Linked DNA regions of Arachis hypogaea: region 1 is linked to region 2. Evidence: chromatin contacts called from public Hi-C data. All regions are on one chromosome and are shown on one strand. The core of a region is the stretch at or near the end of the contact, and the rest is flanking DNA. Distances in the headings are between cores, read along the strand shown. Region 1 holds the start of LOC112777313 (serine/threonine-protein phosphatase PP1 isozyme 2). Region 2 has its middle 15 kb from the start of LOC140182344.

What was found. Hi-C and Micro-C count contacts between places; a contact is called where the count stands out from the background.
Region 1: a Hi-C map of leaf shows a contact between it and region 2, with 4 times the contacts expected there. The contact joins the promoter of LOC112777313 here to the enhancer-like site in region 2. A contact is called at or near these places in 2 of 8 Hi-C or Micro-C datasets (both in leaf).

Annotation. Positions count from the first base shown.
Region 1 is chr19:127,518,723-127,523,727 of arahy.Tifrunner.gnm2.J5K5, reverse strand. LOC112777313 (serine/threonine-protein phosphatase PP1 isozyme 2) reads left to right here and starts at 3,246. Exons shown (of 4, transcript XM_025821658.3): 1 at 3,246-4,609; 2 at 4,694-5,005. The coding sequence starts at 4,435.
Region 2 is chr19:127,367,298-127,372,893 of arahy.Tifrunner.gnm2.J5K5, reverse strand. No RefSeq gene overlaps it. Among protein-coding and RNA genes, the nearest start is that of LOC140182344, 15 kb to the right of the region's middle. Within about 2 kb of position 3,668, at least 2 of the 3 cell types and tissues checked have open chromatin away from gene starts, as enhancers often do.

The sequences.
Region 1 (5,005 bases), core at 1,997-4,496, 150 kb before region 2:
TGGAGTTTCCACCGTGTGCCCGGGGTTTTCGTAAGGGTCTCCCGTGACTTCCACCAAAAAGTTTGCCATGGCCTGGGCCTTGATTGCATGTCTGGGCTCACATTGTAGGTCATATTGGGATAGCTTGATTGCCCAAGTCATCATCCGTCCCGCAAGGTCGGGTTTTTGCAAGACCTGGCGTATCACTTGATCCGTTCTAACGATCACTCGATGACCCTAGAAGTATTGTCGCAACCTTCGAGATGAAGTCAGGAGTGCATACGCTAGCTTTTCCAACTTACTATATCTTACTTCTGCCCCTTGCAGTGCTTTGCTAACAAAATAGACTGGCTGTTGGATTCTTCCTTCCTCTCATACCAAAATGGCTGCCAAGGCTTCGTCCGTTACTGCCAAGTACAAGAACAATGTCTCACCATCCTTGTATTTGCCGAGAACTGGGGGTGCCGAGAGTATGCTCTTGAAATGGTTGAAAGCCTCCTCGCATACTGGGGTCCACTTGAAACCTATCCCTTTTTCATCAAAATGAAGAATGGAAGGGCTTTGGCTGCCGATGCACCGAGAAAACGGGATAGGGCCGTAAGTCTTCCGGCCAATCTCTGCACGTCTTTAATGCACCCCGGGCTCGTCATTCGCAAAATCGCTTTGCACTTCTAAGGGTTGGCTTCTACTCCCCTCTGGGTTATCATGAATCCCAAGAACTTTCTGGCCTCCATGGCGAAGGCGCACTTGAGGGGGTTAAGTCTCATATTGTGTCATCGGAGGGACGCGAACACGGTCTTTAGGTCCCCAACTAGGTCTTCTGACTTGCTGGTCTTTACCAGGATGTCGTCCATATACACCTCTACTGACTTTCCGATGAGTTCGTTGAAGACTTTACTCATTAGCCTTTGATAAGTTGCTCCCGCATTTTTTAACCCGAACTGCATTACCTTGTAGTAGTAGGTGCCGCTTGGCGTTATAAATGCCATTTTTTGAATAACTTTTACTATTGACGTTTTTTCATGTATTTTTCACTGCTGTGTACTTTTACTGACATGCAGAATTTTGAAATATTTTCAGGCAAGAAGTGTATCCCTTTTCCAATTTCATTAAGAGATATAAAGCAACACGACATTACTCAAAGCATGCGCGGGATATACTGGTTGATTGACTTGTAGAGATTTGCATAATGTAATTTTTCTCATATAATACAATGTTATGAATTATAGCTGATAAATTTAGTACGGTTGAACAATACACTGAGAATTATAGTTGATGTATCAATACACTTTGTTTATGTTTTGAATTATATTGACTTGCTTGTTTATAGTACTTTTCTTAGTTTGATAATACGATGAATTTGTTTATTTTTGAAGTATTATAAATATTCGAATACAAATTAGACAAAAATTTGTATTTATTAAATTTATATTTATTTTGTATGAAAATAGGTTTATTTTGTAATTAAAAAATCTAAAAAAAAATTATTTTACCTTACTAACAGATTTACAGACAGATTTTCTATCTGTATTCAGAGTTTGGAGTGATTTTTCAAGGCTCCAATTACCGACAGAAAATCCGTCAAAAAATCTGTTGCTAATTACCGACGGAAAATCCGTCTCTAATTACCGAGGAAAAATTTGTCAAAAAGTTCGACGTTTCAGGGAAATAGAGGGGAGAATTTACCGAGAAAAAATTTGTCGGTAACTGGTAAAAATCCGTCGGTAATTTTCCGACGAAAAAATCCGTCAGTAAATAATTTCCAACGAGGCTTTTACAGAGGGACAAAATCCGTCGGTAATTTCGTCGGTAACCAAAAATCCGTCTGTAATAAAGACTAAATCTATCTGTATTAAGCAATTTTCTAGTTGTGCCCTCGCAAATAGAAGAAAGCTGTCGCTGCGTCGGTCAGAGATTTATCATCCCTTCTCCGTGATGGAATCAGCCGCAGTGGCAACCACTGCCTTCATTGCCGTTCACGCAGGGGCGCTCGTGAAAGAAGAATTAGTGAGGAAGACGCTCGCGCCATCCACGCAGTGCATCCCCCACCTCGTCATCGTCATCGTCATCGCGGACTTTCCCCTCCATCCGCACGAGTCACAGGTTGCCGACGATGACTTTCTTCTTCTTCTTTTTCATTTCGGGTCTGTCGTGACTTCTTCTTCACCTTGTGCCTGTTGCTACGGCGACGCCTTTCTTCTTCTTTGTTTTGGATTTTTTCCTCTTTGATTTTAGAATTTTTTTTATAGTTTTGGATGTTTCTTTTTTAAGTTATCAGATGTTTCTTTTCTAATAATTTTGGATGTCTCATTTTATTAAATTTTGGACTTTTTTAAATATTTAGATTTATTTCTAAAATTTTGATATTTTTTCATTAAGTTTTGGATATTTCTCATGATAATTTGAATTGATGTTCTTTCCAAAAATTTTTTTAAAAGGTTTCGGTTATCTTGTTTTTTGCTAGGTTTTGTTATGTTTTGGATTTTTTCTTGTTTGGTTTTGCATTATTCTTTTTATTGGTTTTTGATGTTTCTTTTTCCTAAGTTTTGGATATTTTTTTCTTATGTTTCGATTTTTTTTTGTTTTGTTTTGAATTTTGGATGATTTTTTAAATAATTTTAGATGTTTTTTCTTAATTTTTTCATATTTTTTAAATATTTTTTAGATGTCTCATTCTATTATGTTTTGAAATTTTTAAAATAATTTTGAATATTTCTTTTTTGTTAGGTTTTAGATTTTTTTAATTACGTTTCAGATTTTTTCTATTAAAAATTTTTAAAATACTTTTAGAATTTTTTTGAAATAAATTGTAACATTTTTAAGATGATTTTGAATTTTTAAAATTAATTTAAAAAATTATAAGATGATTTTAGAAATAATTTTGGAATTTTTTAAATAAATTTTAGAATTTAAAAAATAATTGAATGTTTAAAATAAATTCTAAAATTTTAAAAATGATTTTGAAATATTTAAAATAAAATTTTAAAATAATTTTACATAATTGTTATTATTAAGATTAAATTTTTAAAAATTTTAAATTTTTTTTATTAAATTTTAAATATTTTTTATGATAATTTGAATTTACATTCTTTTTGAACAAATTAAAAAGAAAAAATAAAAAAACTACTAATGGCTACAATCAACTGCACCTTTTGTTGGTTCTCTATTCGGATGGTAAGAATTATGATTGATTAATTAGTTAGCAAAGAGAAGTTTCCTAGAAAACCATGACCACTAGATATATGTGTGGATGGCGGGTAGTGTTAGACAATCAACTTGTGTTCTCGGCTTCTCGCTTTCTTAGTTTGGCACAAGACAGAGAGAACAAGTGCCCCATACCTTAGCATGCAAGCTACCAAACCAATTTGCCACTATCTGCAAATGAGGAGTGTTAGAGGTCAGTAATTTTTATATTTTATAATCATTAATTGGTTATTAATAATATTTTTAATGGTATGAGATTACATTTAATAATAAAAGATCACTCACTTTTTTTTTGATAATTAAATACTAACCACAAAATATAAAAATTGCTGGCCCTAAACCTTTTCGTATGCAAATTCAAACCGCGTCATGCATCAACCCCTTCGGCGTTCTCCTTATTATTTGTCTTCCATCTTTCCCCTTTTCAACTTCCCATTAGGTCCCTTCTTCTCTAGGGCCCACTCACCACCACAAACACTTCCCCACTCATATTACATCATATTCTTCCTCTTCTTACTTTCTTTTCTTTTCTTTTTGTATTATAAAATTATAACTATAGTCAATAGTTGTATATTTAAATAACTAAAAAGTGTTAACTGCACATTAAAATTAATTATTATATATCTATGTATAAATATGTATTTTAATTTATTTTTAATATATATTTTATATTTTAATATATATTTTACATAAATAATTAAATTTAGTGTACACTTAGTTTAGTAATGATCATTAAATCAGTGCTTCATTTTATATACTTATTCTACAACATTAAGTAGGGTATATACATAATTTCCCTCTCACAATCTTCCATTCCCCTTCATTTGAAATCTAGTACTCATTAATATTAATCCGAATATATGCTTCCCTAGCTTTTTCAGCTTTCAACGGCCACCCTTAACCCCATATATATATATATATAATGAATTAACCACTATATATCAACCATAAAACACAAATAAACACTTATTTATGCAAACCACAAAACTCATAAAGCAATAAAGGCATCCTTATCTTTATCTTAAAAAAGAGAGCTAAAGTGATAATAATTCGCGTCTTTATAATTGTTTTCAAACTCAATCGTTCTCCATGCCATGATGAGGATGATGGCAATATAAATGTAAGAAACGTAACACACCCCAACCCCATAACATAAAACGGTTTTTGGTTGTTTGTTGTTTGTTGTGTTGTCCTTTTTTAGCACTTGTTTTTGTGACACACATATTAATAAAGTTTGAAAGAAGAAGAAAAATGGAACGTGGGGTTGTGGATGGCATAATCAACAGGCTTCTAGAAATAAGAGGCAAACCGGGGAAGCAAGTGCAGCTTTCTGAGGCTGAGATCAGGCAGCTATGCCTTGTCTCCAAGGACATCTTCTTGAGACAACCTAACCTTTTGGAACTTGATGCACCAATCAAGATCTGTGGTATGTTTCTCTTCCTAAGTATGAAATAGTGATGACTATGGCAAAGCAGAATAACTACTAATTGCAATTATTTCAATGAACCAGGGGATATCCATGGTCAATATTATGATCTTCTGAGAATCTTTGAAAATGGTGGCTTCCCACCTCGTTCCAATTACTTATTCTTAGGAGACTACGTTGATCGCGGAAACCAAAGTCTTGAGACAATATCTCTTCTTCTAGCATACAAAATCAAATACCCTCAGAACATTTTCCTCCTCAGGGGAAACCATGAATGCGCTTCCATAAACCGTATCTACGGTTTCTACGACGAATGCAAGAGAAGATACAGTGTGAAGCTGTGGAAAACATTCACGGATTGCTTCAACTGCTTGCCCGTGGCGGCTCTTATCGACG
Region 2 (5,596 bases), core at 2,419-4,918:
TGGTTCTTAATCTTTGCTTCTATTAGGCCACCAGAAGCGGAGTTGAGTGAGGATTCGATTTCTTGGATTCTAACACCGAATGAGGATTTTTTCATAAAGTAAGCTTGTTCTGCCCTTGTCTCCCCTATGAGTACTGAAAATGCGAGCCTTTTTACTCGAATATGGAAGTTGGAAACCCCTCAAAGGCTTTGCAATTTTTGCTAATTGGTAGCAAATAAGGCACTTCTAACAAATGAGGAGCATGTTCGGAGGAATATAGCTCAGTCTGCTTTGTGCAGTATTTGTGGCAGTAATTGTGAATCTTTGCTCCATGTCTTGTGTGATTGTCTAGTCACTTATAAAACGTGGAAGAGCATTGATGATAGGTTGGGTCAAGATAATTTCTTCACTAAACCTCTCATTCCTTGGTTGATGAAGAACTTGTCTTCCCAACTTTTCTTCAAAGGGGTTCGATGGCCCCTCCTCTTTACTAGTACCTTAAATTTTCTGTGGTTTCGAAGGAACACATTTGTCTTTGATAAGGATAAAGTCCCAGATGAAAGGAAGATTCATGAAATAGCTTGTTATATGGCACAGGATTATTATAGGGCTCATTCTGAATCTATGTGATCTAGGAAAAGGGTGGAAACTTTTGCAGAAAAGCTTATTAAGTGGCAGCCACCTCCTCTTCCTTTAATCAAGCTGAATTCGGATGGCTCCGTTAGTGAGGATGGCAAAGCGGCTTGTGGTGATATCCTTAAAGATGGCAACGGTAAGTTTATTGCTTGTTATAATGCGAATTTGGGTGCTTACACTATGACAGCGGCAGAGTTTTGGGACATACTCTTCAACTTTGATTTAATCATTAGCATATTTGGGACACTCCCATGTTGAGATTGAGGTTGATTCAGCGGTAGCGGTGCGGTTGTGTTCTCAAGACTCGGGAAACTTACATTCGGTAGGAACTCTTGTGTCAGTGATAAAAATTAGGTGCAACAGGAGCTGGAGTCTTCATCATAAATTCAAAGAAGCTAAATCATATGCTGATAAATTGGCATCATTTGATTATAGTTTAAGTTATGGTTGTCATTTTTTTTCTTTATCATCTTGTATTTTCTTTCATTTTTTTACTGATGTTGTAGGAACGGTTCACTCTAAAATAATTTTTGGTTAGTTTTTCCTTTATTTGGGCTTTAACCCCGAAATTAATAAAAAAAAAACTTGTAAATATCTTGTAAGTGTATGCTAAATAAAACACATTATTGTTCTTCAAGACCATCAAATGCTTTAGACCAAGTTGTGCCAATGAGCCTTAACTCACACAGCATTCTGCCTCCTCCCCATCTCAAAGGTCTCGGACTCAACTCCTACCAATGACAATCGAGGAAGAAAAAATGGTAAGTATGTGAGGAGCGTGTGGGTGTATGTGTTGTACCTAGGATTGGGAGTTGTCCAATTCATTTGAGGTACCTAAAATTGGGGGTTGTCCAATCTACCTGACAAAAAAAAAAAGACCAAGTTGTGACTGGTCAAGCCGCCATGCTTGATTTTTATCCAACCTGGCTAGCTCGCTTTTTTTTGTATCATAATGAATATGAAATATGTTTTTCTTTTTGTATGTAAGGAATATGATGGCACGAGAGAGTAGTGTTGGGGTTCGAATCCCACCTTGTGCATGCAGCAATCTATTGGCCAATAACAAATTTTTAAATGGAGCTCAGTACCACAACGAATTAGTCTTTGACCTGTCGGGTTGGGGGATACCGTAGGAACAAAAAAAAAAAAAGATATTCGTGGAAACACATTATTACACATATCGACACAATATTTGTATACTGATGGTGATATATATATTTGTTCGATCAATTATTTTGCCACATCACTATTTTATTTTTCTAGTTTCGACAAGTTATATTAATCTCTCTCCATCGTATATACATCATATATACATGTACGCATCTATCTTGTGAGTTATGATTTCTGAATATCAAAACCCATAACAAAATATTTTTTAATTTATATATTAGTATTTTTTTTCTATTTTTGAAATTGCAAAGACATAACATGTATCCTTGATTAAATATGTAGTTAAAATAAAAGTAATAAATCATTTAGGTAAATTCATATCATATATATTACTCATCGAAGTAATTAATTACTTTTCACACATAATGCAAGAAAAATAAATTTTGGTTAAATAATATATAGCATAACTATAAAAAATAATATTATTTTGACAAAAATAATTTTGTGAATTTTTAAAATGATACTTTTAAATCATATTCCTTGATTCTAAAATAGCTACATTAGAATACAAATATGACGATACTTTCGAGCTATATTTTTTATGCTCAATTCTTAATCCTACATTATTATTGTTTTTACATTATTGTAAGCCCATTAAATGGTCTAGTTCAGCCTAATTAAATTTGGCCCACTTAAATTTGTGAATTATAGGGGTTAACTTGTTTATTTTTTATTTGTTGAAGAGTGTTAGTTTTTAGACTTGGACTGTTTATAGTCAACCTCACGAAATATATGAGATAACCTATTAAATTTTTGTTTAAGAAAAAGTTTCGACAAATTCAATTTTGGGTTCAAATTTTTCTAAAAAAAAGTTAGTTTTGGACAAAAAAAAAAACATTATTATTAGTGCGAGTCAAGTCTTTGGATGGAATCAAGAAAAATATTTAAAAAATACTGTTTTTTTAAATATAAAAAAAGAATTACTCGTTAGATCTAATTTTAGAGTAAAAGTATGTTGTTTAAACCAAATAAATAGGCTGGCATGATGGATTTAGTCTATTTTAATAGTTTTAAATTTTTTATAAAGTTTTGTTTGGTTAAAAAAAATAAATGAAAACAAAAGAAATAAAGAAAAAGGAAAAAAAAAAAAAAGAAGTTGAGTAAATTTTTATGTTTAGATAAAAAAATTAAAAAAATATATAATATTATAAAAAGATAATTTTATTCTATATATATATATATATATATATATATATAGTTAAAAATAACTGAATAATATTAGAATATGATAAAGTGGTATTTTTTTTTTATTTTTCATCTAATATTGGAGGAAAAAAAAATTCAATGAGTGCTATATCTATCTTTTTGAACTTTTTTTTTTTAACTTTTCACTCTAACAAAACAATGAAAAATAAATATAGCTTATTATATGGTATGTAATAATTTTTATATTTTAGTTTAATAAATTAAATAAATTAATATTTAGAAAAATAAAAAAAATAGCCGTCACATATGATAACATCAAATGAGGCTACAGCACATAACAAATTAACAGAAAGAAAATAATATATTAATAACGTTTTGATTTTTTTTTATTAGTTTTTAATGTGTTCTTTAAAGTTTTCTACTAGTGTGAACGTAAAACATGCCTTACGTGCACTTTTTTCTTTCTTTTCATTAATCTATTTAATAAAATATTTAAATAAATAATTAAGTTCAAAGTCAGCCTTATATATAACAATTATTACGATTAAAAGAATATCTTATATAATTATTAAATGAATAAATATCATTAACAATTTATTTATTTCTTAAAATAAAAATACTCCTATTTAACAATTAGTATTTCTACAACCATAATTTGAGATGTATGATACGTGAATACTACTCTTAGTTGTATCTTGCATTCTGTTTATGGTAACGACAAAGGGAAAGAGGTTAAATAACCGTGTCCTATCCGTACTGTATGCGTATGGAACATTTATATATGTGCATCTTTCTATAATTCTACATATGGGGACCTAACCTATTGAATTATGTTGATGGATAGGTACACAAAGTAAAACCGCGTGGACAATGATGTTAATGTTGTTAATTATTGCAACGCAAATTCCAATTTAAAACCAAATGTCATGACTCATGAATACTAAATACGCGGTTTACCAATAAAGACCTTTTACTAAAGGACATGCATTGGTGATTGTGATGGAAGAATTTATTTATTATGTGATTTTAGAGTATATATTAAAATTATAAAATAAAAAAAATTATAAAAAAAATTAAATTTTTAATATATTTATTTATATTTATTAAATAAAATATTTAAAATTTTTTATTAATAATAAATTTATCATATATCTTTAATTAAAACATATATTAACTAAACCTTGATGGAATTGGATTATGCCTATTTGAAGTTTGTGGTCGCTTGAATTTAGACAATAGGCATTCACGAATCATCATCACCTCTTATGCCAATCGCTATCCTTTAATTTATATATTTGAAATTAAGGATGTGATTTTCAGTATATGGGGCGAGTGAATTATACGGTATGTATGGGGCAATTACAAAGCAACTTCCTACTAATGTGACTCATGTTTTGGAATTATATACACTCAAGACTTCTAGAAACCCCCTTCCCACAAAAAAATCTCTTCCGAATAGTTACACTATAACATTAAATTATATTTTAATTTTAGGATAAGTGTTTGTCACTGTATATGAATACGAAGTACTCAATATTTTTTATATTTTGTGATAAAATACGCAAAAAATGCACAATGAATACAAAAATTAATATTTTATCAATTATTATGTATTTATTTATATTTTATATATGTTATTTCATAATTTTTTTAACAAAGTAATTAGTTATTAGAATAATTAAATTTGAGATACTAAAATAATTGAATTTAATTTTTTAAGAAATAAATTACAAAAATATTAAAAGGTTTAATTATTTAATTTTGTATAAAAAGAATTATATTAAAAGTTGTAACCACTGTATACTAATTAAGAGCATTATATAACAAGATTCGTTTCAATAAAAAAGAGAAAATGCTACCTTAGCTTTGAAAAAGGTTGTTATTATTAGTTTTTTTTTGAAAAAGTATAAGAAACAACGAGAATATTAAACAATGTGAATAATAAATATATTAGATGTTTAATTTAATAGGTATGTAGATAATTATATATGTTGATTATTCTTAATTAGATGGTATTCTTGTTTATTCGATTTACTCATGCACAGCTAACAATGACTCACTACAAGGTTCAATTTGATTTGTGACGTTTTTTTTTTTTGTTTATGGGGGTTTGAAACGTCCACCAAAAGGTTAGTGGGAGTTTCCAAACCTCCAATATTTAACGTACCACAAGCTTATTTGTGGCAGTTTGGTAGAACTCCCAGGACATAATTTTATGGCAGTTCTTTATCTGCTTTGTGGAGACTGAGTTGAATTTTTTTGATAATTTTTTTGAAATTTTTGTAGCGATTTAAAATCCCCACAAAACTGAATTTTCAAATTAAAAAAATTACAACAAGCTAAATTGTTACAAACCATTTAAAATTGAAACTAAACTTATCAGAAAGCTATAAATGACGGAAGAAAATTGTCGGTAAAGAATTTCATAAAAATATCGCATTGCAAGTATAGTTCTATACCAACAAATTATACTCGGTCAACGTTTAAATTATTTGTCACTTAAGCAAACCCAATAAAATTAATCGAAGTATTTAAACATTGGGTCGTCTCTCAAAGGAATTGCAGGAAAGTGTAGTTTATTATTGGCTATGAAAAAGTATACTTTTGGGTTTTGTAATAAGAAACAAGAAAATAAAATGGCAAGAAAATAAACTAATAACTAAGA